Linked DNA regions of Mus musculus: region 1 is linked to region 2. The links are chromatin contacts, called in public promoter capture Hi-C maps. All regions are on one chromosome and are shown on one strand. The core of a region is the stretch at or near the end of the contact, and the rest is flanking DNA. Distances in the headings are between cores, read along the strand shown. Region 1 holds the start of Npas4 (neuronal PAS domain protein 4). Region 2 has its middle 36 kb from the start of 2010003K11Rik.

Evidence for each region. Promoter capture Hi-C pulls out the DNA fragments that hold promoters and counts their contacts.
Region 1: a promoter capture Hi-C map of liver shows a contact between it and region 2, with 2.3 times the contacts expected there. A contact is called at or near these places in 7 of 39 promoter capture datasets (the HPC-7 cell line, HPC-7-derived erythroid cells, embryonic stem cells and 4 more), 1 of 484 Hi-C or Micro-C datasets (nephron progenitors), 4 of 130 datasets of targeted methods (craniofacial prominence, embryonic basal ganglia, embryonic stem cells and 1 more) and 1 of 9 other capture datasets (embryonic stem cells).

Annotation. Positions count from the first base shown.
Region 1 is chr19:4,988,636-4,994,387 of GRCm38.p6, forward strand. Npas4 (neuronal PAS domain protein 4) reads right to left here and starts at 1,336. Exons shown (of 8, transcript NM_153553.5): 1 at 1,007-1,336; 2 at 101-252. The coding sequence starts at 1,181.
Region 2 is chr19:4,531,846-4,537,582 of GRCm38.p6, forward strand. It overlaps a transcript of Pcx not described here. Among named protein-coding and RNA genes, the nearest start is that of 2010003K11Rik, 36 kb to the left of the region's middle.

The sequences.
Region 1 (5,752 bases), core at 86-2,585, 460 kb after region 2:
TCCCCCACACTCGCCTCTAATAACTCTGTTTTCAGTAGTGAGAGGCTCATTTTATCTCACATATACCCCAACTTGAGATGCAAGGACTTTTAGTACTCACCATAGAGTGGCCCAGATGCTCGCTCACACTCTCCGACAGGTATAGCAACTTCCCCTCAGCTGTGAATACAAGGAGAAATCCAGGTAGTGCTGCCACAATGTCTTCAAGCTCTTGAGCAGAGAGAAGCCCGGTGGGGCCAGCCAAAGGAGTGCCTGTAGGGTGAGAAGATGTGGTGAGTCAGGATAAGAATCAGGGACAACACAGAAATAAAGAGAACATCTTTTGAGTCTTGGAGAAGACACAGGAAATTCCCATAGACCTATTTCTGCCAACACCTGTTGACCCTATGCTTGTGGATCTTGGCCAGGAGACCTGTTGCTAAAACTATCTAGCCAGGGAGCCCCTGGACTTCCAAGCCTGGCCGGAACCTCAGCAGCCCTCTGCTGTCAGCACTGTGGACAGAGCTCTCCCGAAAGGACTGGGATTCAGCACCGCGGACAGCTCCTGCGAAAAGGGGCTATGGCCATTTCAGCACCGCGGGCAGCGCCAGAAAGGGTGATGGCTTCAGGACGTCGAACAGCTCCAGAGCGCATAGAAAGACCCTCTCAGCATTTTCTAGCACAAGCTACTCTTCCTCATACTTTGCCTTTGCAGGCTTTCCCTGTAGCTTGCCAGGCTTCCTTCCGTACCCTCCCCGGATTCCTGGAGTGCCTCTGAGGCAATGGGAGCCTGGACCATTCTGTTTTAGCGCTCTATCTCACACAAATCCAGTGCTAGGACTATCGTTTAGGCTAGTCTAGATGGAGCTCAGAAGAAAAAGTAGGAAGTCCAGGGTCCCCTCAAGTCCCTTCTCTCCACAGGCTTCCAGCACGCTGTGCTAGACAAGCGGCAGTTTTAGCACATTCCCTCAGCTCCTCCATCCCTGGTCCCCGTCAGCTCTGGTCTCCGGTAGCCCAAGCTGCTCACCTCCAGCAAAGAAGACACCCTTGCGAGTGTAGATGCAGGCAAGACTCATGATGTGCAGGTAGGACAGCCGGACCTTGTCCGCTTCAGCCAACGGCAGCAGCTCCTTGAGGTTCCGAATCTCGGCGTTGATCTGGTCGCGGCGCGCCTTGGAGGCGCCCTTGGTGGATCGGTACATGACTGCCGGCTGTGGAGCTCCAGCTCCGGCTCCCGAGCACCTGCGATCCTTTCCCGATGCACCGGAGGCTTCCTCTTCCTTGCTTCCCGGTCTTTTCGCTCAGGCTCTTGCTCGCTCTCGCTCCACTCCTGGGCTCCGCTCGGCAGCGCTGCCCCCCTCGCCTGCCTCGATCCGCCTTATATAGCTCCTGACAGGCGTGGGGGGCTCGTTTTTAGAGACGGGGGGGGCAGCGGGAGGCGGGAGGCTGGGCTAAAGCAAGCTGCAGAGGGAGCCACTGGCTGGGGAGGGGGGGTGCTCCTCCTCCCTCCCAGACTTCCGACGTCATCCCGTGACGTCGAACGGGAGAGGGAGGGGGCGGGGGAAGGGGGAGAAGGGAGGGTGCAGAGGGGGCCGGCTGGCAAGAGCTGTGCAGAGCCAGGAATGGGGTGCAGGGACCCAGGTTTTCCATTACATTCTATTAGGAGGAGGAACAGTACATGGATTAGGGTGGTCTGAAGCCCTTAACAAGAGAGTTTGTAGAAGGCAAAGCGAGGCTGCTATCAACATAGATTTTTCTAAGGAGGCAAAGGATGAGAAGGGGCTTGGTCCTCTGCCAATTTGCCGCCATCTGCCAGGCAGGGGTCGAAATTACATGAGGGACTTTCCTTGGCTTTTGGGGAGGGGCTAGGTCACAACTGGGGGTCTTTTCTGGGGTCTATTCAATCTGAAAGTCCCTTAGCCAGTTTCAAATAAATAATTCCTTCTTCGCCTCCATGCCCTGACCTGAGGGTCTAAATCTCCAGGATAGGGTGGAATGGTGGTCCTGTGGAGAAGAGACCACTTGAATTCGGTCTTGATCATATTTCCTTAGCACCATAGGAACACAAACATCTCCACTGTGATCTGCAGGGATTCCTTTTTCCTCTATTAGTTCATCTTAGCCACCTGTCGGGGAAACTGAGGCAAAGACCCAGGGCCTGGTGAGGATCTGGATGTGTGTTTGAACCTCTCCCACGATCCCCTCCCGCTTGTCAGCCCCCAAGACGAGCTGTTCCCCCGCCCTCTTGCGAGCCCCAGTCTCTCCGGCGGGCTGGGGGGCGGGGGCGGGGCCGGGGGAATCCCAGCTCCATATTAGGACAGGAATCCTCCGGCGGCTGCGGCGGCGGCAGCGGCGGGCGGGGCCTACCGGCCTCCGCACAGCTCTAGAAAGCTCTCCCCACTGCTTCAGCCGGGAAGAGGGGGAGGCTGCCAAGTAGCCAGGGTCTGCTGTGCCCTCAGTGGCTGCTGCACCTACCCAAGACCCTTTAATTCTGCCAGAGTCCCCTCCCCATCTCCCTTCAATTCTTGCTCCATCTTTAGCTCCAGGGCTCCTCGTTCTGCCTGTGCACTTGTCACTGAGTGAGCGCACAACATACACCTTTCTTTTTTTTTTTTTCCTTCGTTCATTGAGCGTTGGACAGTCTATCTCGGCTTTGTGGGCGCCCCCCACCCCCACCCCTCTAATTTGCACCTTTGGTTTAACTACCTGTCATGTCAGGCTTGTCTTTGTAGTGTGGCCTTTGCATCACCCCACCCCTCCAGACACACACCCCCACACACACCTTTCTTCAGTCACTTACATGCGATTGCTGTCTACACAGGGTATGGGAGCCCTTTTTTTATCCCACAACCATTTCACAAAGGACTAGAGAAACTTTTTGCCCAAAATTTCATTTAGAGTAGGAACATATAAAAGCACTTTTAGAGCCTGAAAAACAAGACCATTTAAAAAGTTGAGGGAAGCCGGGCGTGGTGGCACACGCCTTTAATCCCAGCACTTGGGAGGCAGAGGCAAGCAGATTTCTGAGTTCGAGGCCAGCCTGGTCTACAAAGTGAGTTCCAGGACAGCCAAGGCTACACAGAGAAACCCTGTCTCAAAAAACAAAAACACACAAACAAACAGAACAAAAAACAAAAAAAAATTGGGAGAGAGGGACAGAACTGGCTGCAGAAAGTTAGAGATGAACTTTGACACCAAGGAGAAAAGTTTGTGGTCAAGAAACCCCTGTTCTTCATGGAAAGGGGTGATAGCAAGAGAGGCAACGTGGAGTGAAAAGCAGGGGGTATGGGAAGAGGGTACTTTGGTGACCAGGGCCATGGCTTAGTAGGAGTTCACACTTCTATCATGCTCAAGACTTGAGTGCACTCCCTAGTAATGCCGGGGAGGGGCGGGGAGAGGTTCATGGTTGTAGAGCCCCTATCCTAATATTTTGTACAATTTTAGTTCAGATAGAAAGCATCTACATATACAACCATGTAGCCAGCCAGTGGTATAGCTGAGATGGAGAAAATGGTGTGTGTCTGTAAGACACTGTTTCCAACCTTATGGGTGACAGAAATGGTTTCTTCAGGATGTATTTCTCTCTGGCATGTTTCATCCTTATTAACTCTGATATCCCCACTCAACACCACCACTCCCTGTTCCATTCTCTTCCCTTGGTTTTTGGATTCTCTTTCCATATGCAAATCCAAGATGGAGTTTCTAGATTAGTTTCCCAAAGCTGAGGATGAAACCAGGGCTCTGTGTATGCTAGACAACCATTCTATCTCTGGGGTTCATCTCTGCCCTGTCTTCCTCACAGACAGGTGCTTTAAGCCCTGGCCAGGAGACGTTCTTGATATCTCCTCCACAATAAGTTGCATCTCTCTGCTGGGTCCACAGCTGGTCTCCAAGCAATTTAAGCAGACCTGGAAGGGGGAGGGGGGGGGGGGATGTTGTCGCTGTCCGTGGTGCTGAATGTTGCCTTCCCACTCAGAATGGTCGTGGTTTGCCTGTGACATCAAAGCCGAGCTGGGCCTCGGGATAGATGAGAATGGCATCCCGATGCTGTCATCCTCCTCATTGAGAATACATATGGGCTATTTACAGGTGTGGCTGTCAAGACTCCTCGGTTCTAGGAATTAGTTAAGCTTGGAAAGAAAATTGGGCTCAAGGGAGGAATCCTTGGATTTTTCCAGGAGGATGGACTAGGGATAAGGAACGTTGGAAGGGGAGAAGGTTCTAGAAAGGGGCAAGGGAGGGGGTAGGGAAGGGATCATCTTAGTTCGACTACTCTGATTCAAGTTGAGAAGCTCTGTATGCCCCCAATGTCTCCTCTCCCTAGGCCAGCTCCCACTCCTCTTGCCTCCCACCTCCATGAAACTATTTTTAACTGTGCAGAACCAAAAATAGCCTGGCAGCAGCTTCAGGCCGTGGGAGAAGAGCTATTTATATCACCAGTGACGGTTCCGAAATAGCAAGCAGGAGGAGGGGGGCGGCTGGCACGCTAGAGAGCTCCTGGCCGCTGCTAAAAATACTGTCAGTGTGAGTCATCCTGGCCTGGCTGAGTCACCCCACTCTCTCCCCCCCCAAGCGGCAGGCGGCGGCAGCAGCAGCAGCAAAACAGAATTGGAAGCCTGAGATGGGGGAGGTATCACAGCCTTTGGTTATGGGAAAGTGGACAAAGTTGGGAGAGGGGCTTTGGGGTGTGTGTGTGTGTGTGTGTGTGTGTGTGTGTGTGTGTGTGTGTGTGTAGAAGCAATAGGTGGGGGTTACAAGATATTCACAGCCAAACTTACTGGGTGAACATGCAGCATTTGCAGATCTGCCTTCCTGCTATAGGAAGCTTGAGCAACTGAAGGGGGAAAGGGGAGTGTGTGTGTGAGCGCACACGAGTGTGTGCACTTGAATGAGGCTGTGTTGCATGTTCTATGTCTGCATCCAAACCTATCTGTCTGGATACACTTATCTATCTGCATCCATGTATCTATTTGCCTGTGTTTTGATGATAGGCTCTGCATCCTTGTGTGTCTACATATCTGCCAGTACCTGCATCTGTGTTTTTATTTGTCTGTTTTATTTCTCTAAGTCTCTGCCTTTCTGTGTTGTATGCAGTTTTGCGGTTTTGCCTAATATATTTGCTTTTATACCTCTCTGTGTGTTTGTGTCCATATATGAGTCTGCCTTGAGCCTTTTCTTCAGCGTTAGGTGGTTTGTGCTGACTGTGCTTCCTGAGACTCCGTGCACCTTTGGTTGCCCACTAGGACGCCATTCGTTGGTTTTTGCACCATCTATCCTTTGTTCCCCTCTCTCCACCAAACATCCTTTTTTCTAACTCTTAGCCTCTAACAGTTTGCAAAGGCCTCTCTGCTGCACACAATCTCTGCAATGGAGGAAAACAAGTTCACAGGAGCACCCTTCTCTGGAACCATCCAGAACCTTCTCTGGCCTGCAGGAGTGCATGGTTTTCTATCACTCCATATTTGGGGAGCTGATAGAAGGGCTTTCTTTAGTTCTAAAAAAATTGCTGGTGTGGGCATAGGCATGTGTAGCACGCACATACACACAGGCACACACACAACTGAGAGAATGAGAGAGAAAAAATATCAAGGTCCCTTCTTTACTGAGCAGAGCTCGCATCTGTTGCCATGGAAACCCACCCACTCCTTCCCCGAAAAACCACCAAGAAGAGGTGATGGCATCGTGAAGGGATTGGCTGATTCCTTTCTTTATTTTTTTCCCGAAAAAGGCCTTTTTATAGCAAGAGCAGACCATGAAGTCCTCTGCTCCTCTC
Region 2 (5,737 bases), core at 1,691-4,190:
CATCAGGACATCACAACACCTGAAACTGGCATTACAAATGGTTTCAGACTGCCATGTGGGTGTGGAAACCAAACCCTGGTCCTTTGCGAGTGCTTGATATACTCTTTTTTTTTTTTTGATTTAAGTTTTGTTGCATTATGATGAGAAAAGATACATAATTTCAATTTACCTGAATTTGTTAACATTTAAAAACATATTTTGAGTAAATAGACTAGATCACATTCTCCTTTCCCTTTTGTACCCCAACTCCTCCCGGAGAAGCCCGCCCTTTCAAAACTTGCAATACCTTTCATTTGTTATGATATTCTTTAAAATTCATAAAATATTGTAGCAATAAAAATGAGTATTATAGAAGTTGTTTGATATAAAACAACAACCAATTGAGCAGTCTTATGTAGATGTTTGTCTATAGCAATACTGAAAATACATACATTTTTCTCAATATAAATTTTAAATAACTCCAAATATATGAACAGTATGTTATTTTAAAATAATATATAACTATTAGTTTTTTAAATGAACATAAATAGATAAAGTCTTTTTGTTGTTTGTTTTGTTTTTAGTAGGGCTTAAAATCTTGACTCTTACTGTGGCACAAACACAAAATAAGAACAGTTTTTGGACATTGGAGTTCATTGTAATAAGGCTGTACTTCAGTGTCCCCCACATCACCAAAGGATTTTACCTCCATAGTAGATAAGCTAAGAGTTGACAGTTCTGCTCTGCCAAGGAATGAATGGAAGGCACAATTTTTGGATACAGATTTCCTGCTACAGTCAAAGCTATTTGACTTGAGTGATTGTCATCATTTTCAGCCAATAGGGAACAGGTTACATTCATTTAAGAAATGATGTGTGTATTAAGATGGTCTATCCATGAAGTCATTCATCAACTGTTTCAATGAACAATGTTTCTGCTTGGAGGGTGGCACAGACATTAGGTGAGGGTACGATTCTGGTTCATTGATTGTGATAATTTTGAAAGCATTTATCTCAGAATAAGAGTAAGTTATAAAGTCCTCTTCTGCAAAATTGATACAATAATTATAAATATCAAGCAAAACATTGTCTCACTTTTTGCTGTTCTCTTACAAGCCACCTTCCAAATTAATTGCCTACATTTCTTTTGGCTGTATAAATAATTTTGAAGTATGTAAACTGTTCTGAAAAGCATAGTATAGTGTAAAAACATCAAATAAACACTCCTACTAATAGAAGGGCTGAGATAGGAGAAGCATGATTTCAAGACCATTATGTGGCACACAGCAAGACCCTGTCATGTACAAACAAGCAGAAAGTGTATATGGATTGTACAATATTGGACCTATTTCTCCAATTACCAAATTAGAGATACCACTGGATAACAGCCAACAAATTTCTAATTCCTCATATTTTTGAATTTCACTCAATTAGGATATATTGGTAATATTAATTTTCATATTAAGAGATATTAAGAAAAAGTGATTGTTACTTCCTGTTAATTTTCTTGTTAGAGGTGGATTTATGTTTGTGTAGGTTTGTTAAACGATTCTTTCTTCTTCTAGGGTGTAGTTTCACTCCTTGTGTTGGTGTTTTCCATCTATTATCTTTTGTAGGGCTGGATTTGTGGAAAGATATTGTGTAAGATTGGTTTTGTCATGGAATATCTTGCTTTTTCTGTCTATGGTAATTGAGAGTTTTGCTGGGTATAGTAGCCTGGGCTGGCATTTGTGTTCTCTCAGGGTCTGTATGGCATCTGCTCAGGATCTTCTGGCTTCCATAGTCTCTGGTGAGAAGTCTGGTGTAATTCTGATAGGCCTGCCTTTATATGTTATTTGACCTTTTTCCCTTACTGCTTTTAAAATTCTTTCTTTGTTCAGTGCATTTGGTGTTTTGATTATTTTGTGAGGGGAGGAATTTCTTTTCTGGTTGAGTCTATTTGGAGTTCTGTAGGCTTCTTGTAAGTTCATGGGCATCTCTTTCTTTAGGTAGGGAAGTTTTCTTCTATAATTTTGATGAAGATATTTACTGGCCCTTTAAGTTGGGAATCTTCACTCTCTTCTATACCTGTTATCCTTAGCCTTGGTCTTCTCATTTTGTCCTGGATTTCCTGGATGTTTTGGGTTAGGAGCTTTTTGTATTTTGCATTTTCTTTCACTATTGTGTCAGTGTTTTCTATGGAATCTTCTGCACCTAAGATTCTCTCTTCTATCTCTTGTATTCTGTTGGTGATGCTTGCATCTATGACTCCTGATCTCTTTCCTAGGTTTTCTTAATCCAGGGTTGTCTCCCTTTGTGATTTCTTTATTGTTTCTAGTTCCATTTTTAGATTCTCAATGGTTTTGTTCCTTTCCTTTTTTCCTTTCCCTAGCCTACTTGATTGTGTTTTCCTGTAACTCTTTAAGGGATTTTTGTGTTTCCTCTTTAAGGGCTTCTAGCTGTTTACCTGTGTTCTCTTGTATATCTTTAAGAGAGTTATTTATGTCCTTCTTAATGTCCTCTATCATCATCATGAGAAGTGATTTTAGATCTGAATCTTGATTTTTCTGTGTGTTGGGATATCCAGGACTTGCTATGGGAGAATTGTGTTCTGATGATGCCAAATAACCTTGGTTTCTGTTGCTTGTGTTCTTACACACTTGCCCTCCACCATCTGATTATCTTAGTGCCCTGGCTATATCTGACTGGAGTCTGTCCTTCCTGTGATCCTGGTTGTGTCAGAACTCCTCAGAGTCAATCTGTCTCTGTGATCCTTTGACTATGGGATCCTGAGATTCTGGGTGTGTCCGAGCTCCTGGGAGTCAAGCTGCCTTTGAGACCTTGAGATCCTGGTGTGACCAAGATCCTGGGATCCTGGGATCCTCTGATCCTGGTTGTGTTAGAGCTCCTGGGAGTGGAGCTGCCTCTGGGTGTTGGGCTGGTTGTGGAGTTTGAACCCAAGGTCTGCTCAGGGCGCAGGCCCAGACAGACTGGACAGAAACCATGCCACTGGTCTGGTGGAGTTCCTGTGTGCCTTGGTCCCACAGGTCACAGGTCTCCAGGTGTTGGGGACAAATGTTGTGTCCTTCTCACCTCTGATCCTCTGATTCTGGTCATGTTGGAGTGCCTGGGAGTGGAGCTGTCTCTGGGTGTTGTGGGGCTGGCTCGCATGATACATTCTTAACTGTTGAATTTCTCTATCTTAACCTTTAATTCTTGATCTTCCTACTTCTACCTCCTAAGTGCTGGATTACTGGTGTTCACTACCGTGCCTAAGTACCCCCTTTCACTTTTTATTTTGAGATGGGAGATTTTGCTATTTTGCTAGGTTCATCTTAAACTCACCATATATAGCCCCACAGACCCTGAGCTTGTGAACCTCTTGTCTTGCTTCAGCCTCCAGAATAGCTGGAATTACAGTGATGTACTGCTAGGTCTGGCTAGCAATTCATTCTTTACTCAAGGAAAAGGAGACCAATTAAGAATTCAACAATGGCAAGATCTCCCTGTCTATCAGCCATCCAGTTCAACCACATATTGGGATTTGATCATAACCTGACCCCCCAAACACGCCCATGGAACTGGCTTTTCCTGTGTTAGTACTATTTTCACTCTCTCTGTGTGATTTTATAGTTAGTATTGTTTCATAGAGCAGATCTCCCTGGGCCTGGTGAACGCTGTGGTAGTTCCTGTGATTGTTCACAGGCCTCAGATGCAGAGACGAAGTGATTCAGCTTTACTAGAAAGAAGCTTTCAGGGGACAAAATGACAACCGGCAGCTTAATGACTCCTAAATGGCTTCATTTTTGATTCAGGAACCAGGCCACACTTCATTCTACAAAATAAAATAAATGTTCCAATGAGCCAAACTTGGGAAATTGGTTTTATAGACAGAAAAATGGCTGAAGAGAGAAGAAACAAAAACCAAAAGCAAATTGGTAATTTTCAGTTTTTTTTTTCTTGAGGTGGGGCCTTGGGGGCAGAACAATAGAAAAATAAATGATTGCTTACCATTAGGTTCCTGAAGCTGAAGGCTGAAGGTGCCTCATTATCATACCAGTTGAAGCTGGTCTCTTTGCAGAATTTGGCTGTTAGCTTTCTAATCCCAATTGTCAGGTCTAAGGCTCAGTTTTAGCTTACTGGAACCTCAGCATGAGTGATTCTATTTTGATTGTTAGTCAGTAAGTAGTCTTTTGGGACCCAGTTCAGAAGCTTAGTTCAAAGCAGTGGTCTCTGTAAATTTTATTTAACATGCTAGAGCCAAATTTCTTTTTTTCTTGAGACAGTATCTTGGCTGGCCCCCAATTTGCCATATGATTGAGGATGTCCTGACCTCCTGATCCCCTTACCTCAGCCTTCTATTTTCTGGGAATACAGGCATGGTCTGCCATACTTGGTTAGCAGTCCTGATTTATTATTGTTTTTCAAGACAGGGCTTCTCTGTGTAGCCCTGGCTGCCCTGGAACTCTCTCTGTAGACCAGGCTGGCCTCAAACTCAGAGATCTACTTGCTTCAGCCTCTAAGTGCTGGGATTAAAAGTGTATAACACTAAGTTTGGCTCAGCCCTGATATATACATACATATACATATTTAAATTAGAGTAGATACTTTATTAGGAGAAATCTCTGGCTATAGAAGAACTATATGAAGATGGGAACGTAATTCAAAGAAAAATAGGAGATGGTTTAATTTTACCATTGTCTTTTCAACACAGTCCTGATATTTTACATAGGATTCTTAAAATATGTTTATAGGGCATTGAGGTCATCCTTATGGGATTGTTGGAAGAGATCAAATGAAATAACTCATGTGAAGTGTCACAAATTTATTCCTTGTACTACTGGAAAAGTCACACTGGTTGCTGTGTGAAAGGTCCCCGTGGGAGGAGCTACCATGGGAGTCCCTGTGGAGAGCGAGCAGGCTCTGAGTACAAGGATCTGTGGGCTGTGAGTAAGAGCACTGGGGAGCAGGCCCTTGAACTATTGTCACAGCAGGGTTGAGCAAGAAGAGGGCGGGCACCCAGTCTGTGGCACCCTGAGGGAAGACATGATGATCAAAAAGCCAGGCTTGCAAACTGGATTAGATGTCCAGGTCATCTTTAGTTACAGAATAAATTGTATGTCAGCCAGCATGAGCTACAGGAGACCCTGTCTTTAGAAAGAAAAGAGTCAAGTTTAGACCTGAAGGTGCTGGAATCCCTGAGAGGAAGAAGCTTGGGCCTTGCTTCTCTTATGTCAATGCAAAAGCACAGGTCTTACCCCAAGGAGGATAAGAGAACCTTTATTCTGGAGCAACCATGGCCCAGGGACACAGATTTATGTTACACCAGATTCTATGCTCTTTTCATGTGGAAGCAATTTTATGAAGTTTTCATAGTAACAGGCAAAGACATAAATCAAGACAGTTTTCAAATACATTGGTGGAAATGTCAGAGAGGAGCATTAAAGTAAAATGTAGACATCTAAGCTGTAGACCTCAGATGCTATCTGATGACATTCTTAGCATTAGGGGTGGTTGAAGCTAGTAGTCTGCTAAGTTAATATATCCTAGAAGGTTTTTAATCTGTTAGTCACAGGATTTTAGGTCTGACACATAGATGGATAAGAGGCTAGCCCAAGATAATTTGTGATTAGGCTCTAGATCTGCAACGTTCCAACTGGACCTTCCAATGTTCCAATGCCGCATCATTGGATTTCTAGTGTGTCAATCAGCCTTTGCAGACACAGCTTTGTACTGGCTGGTTTTGTGTGTCAACTTGACACAAACTGGAGTTATCATCG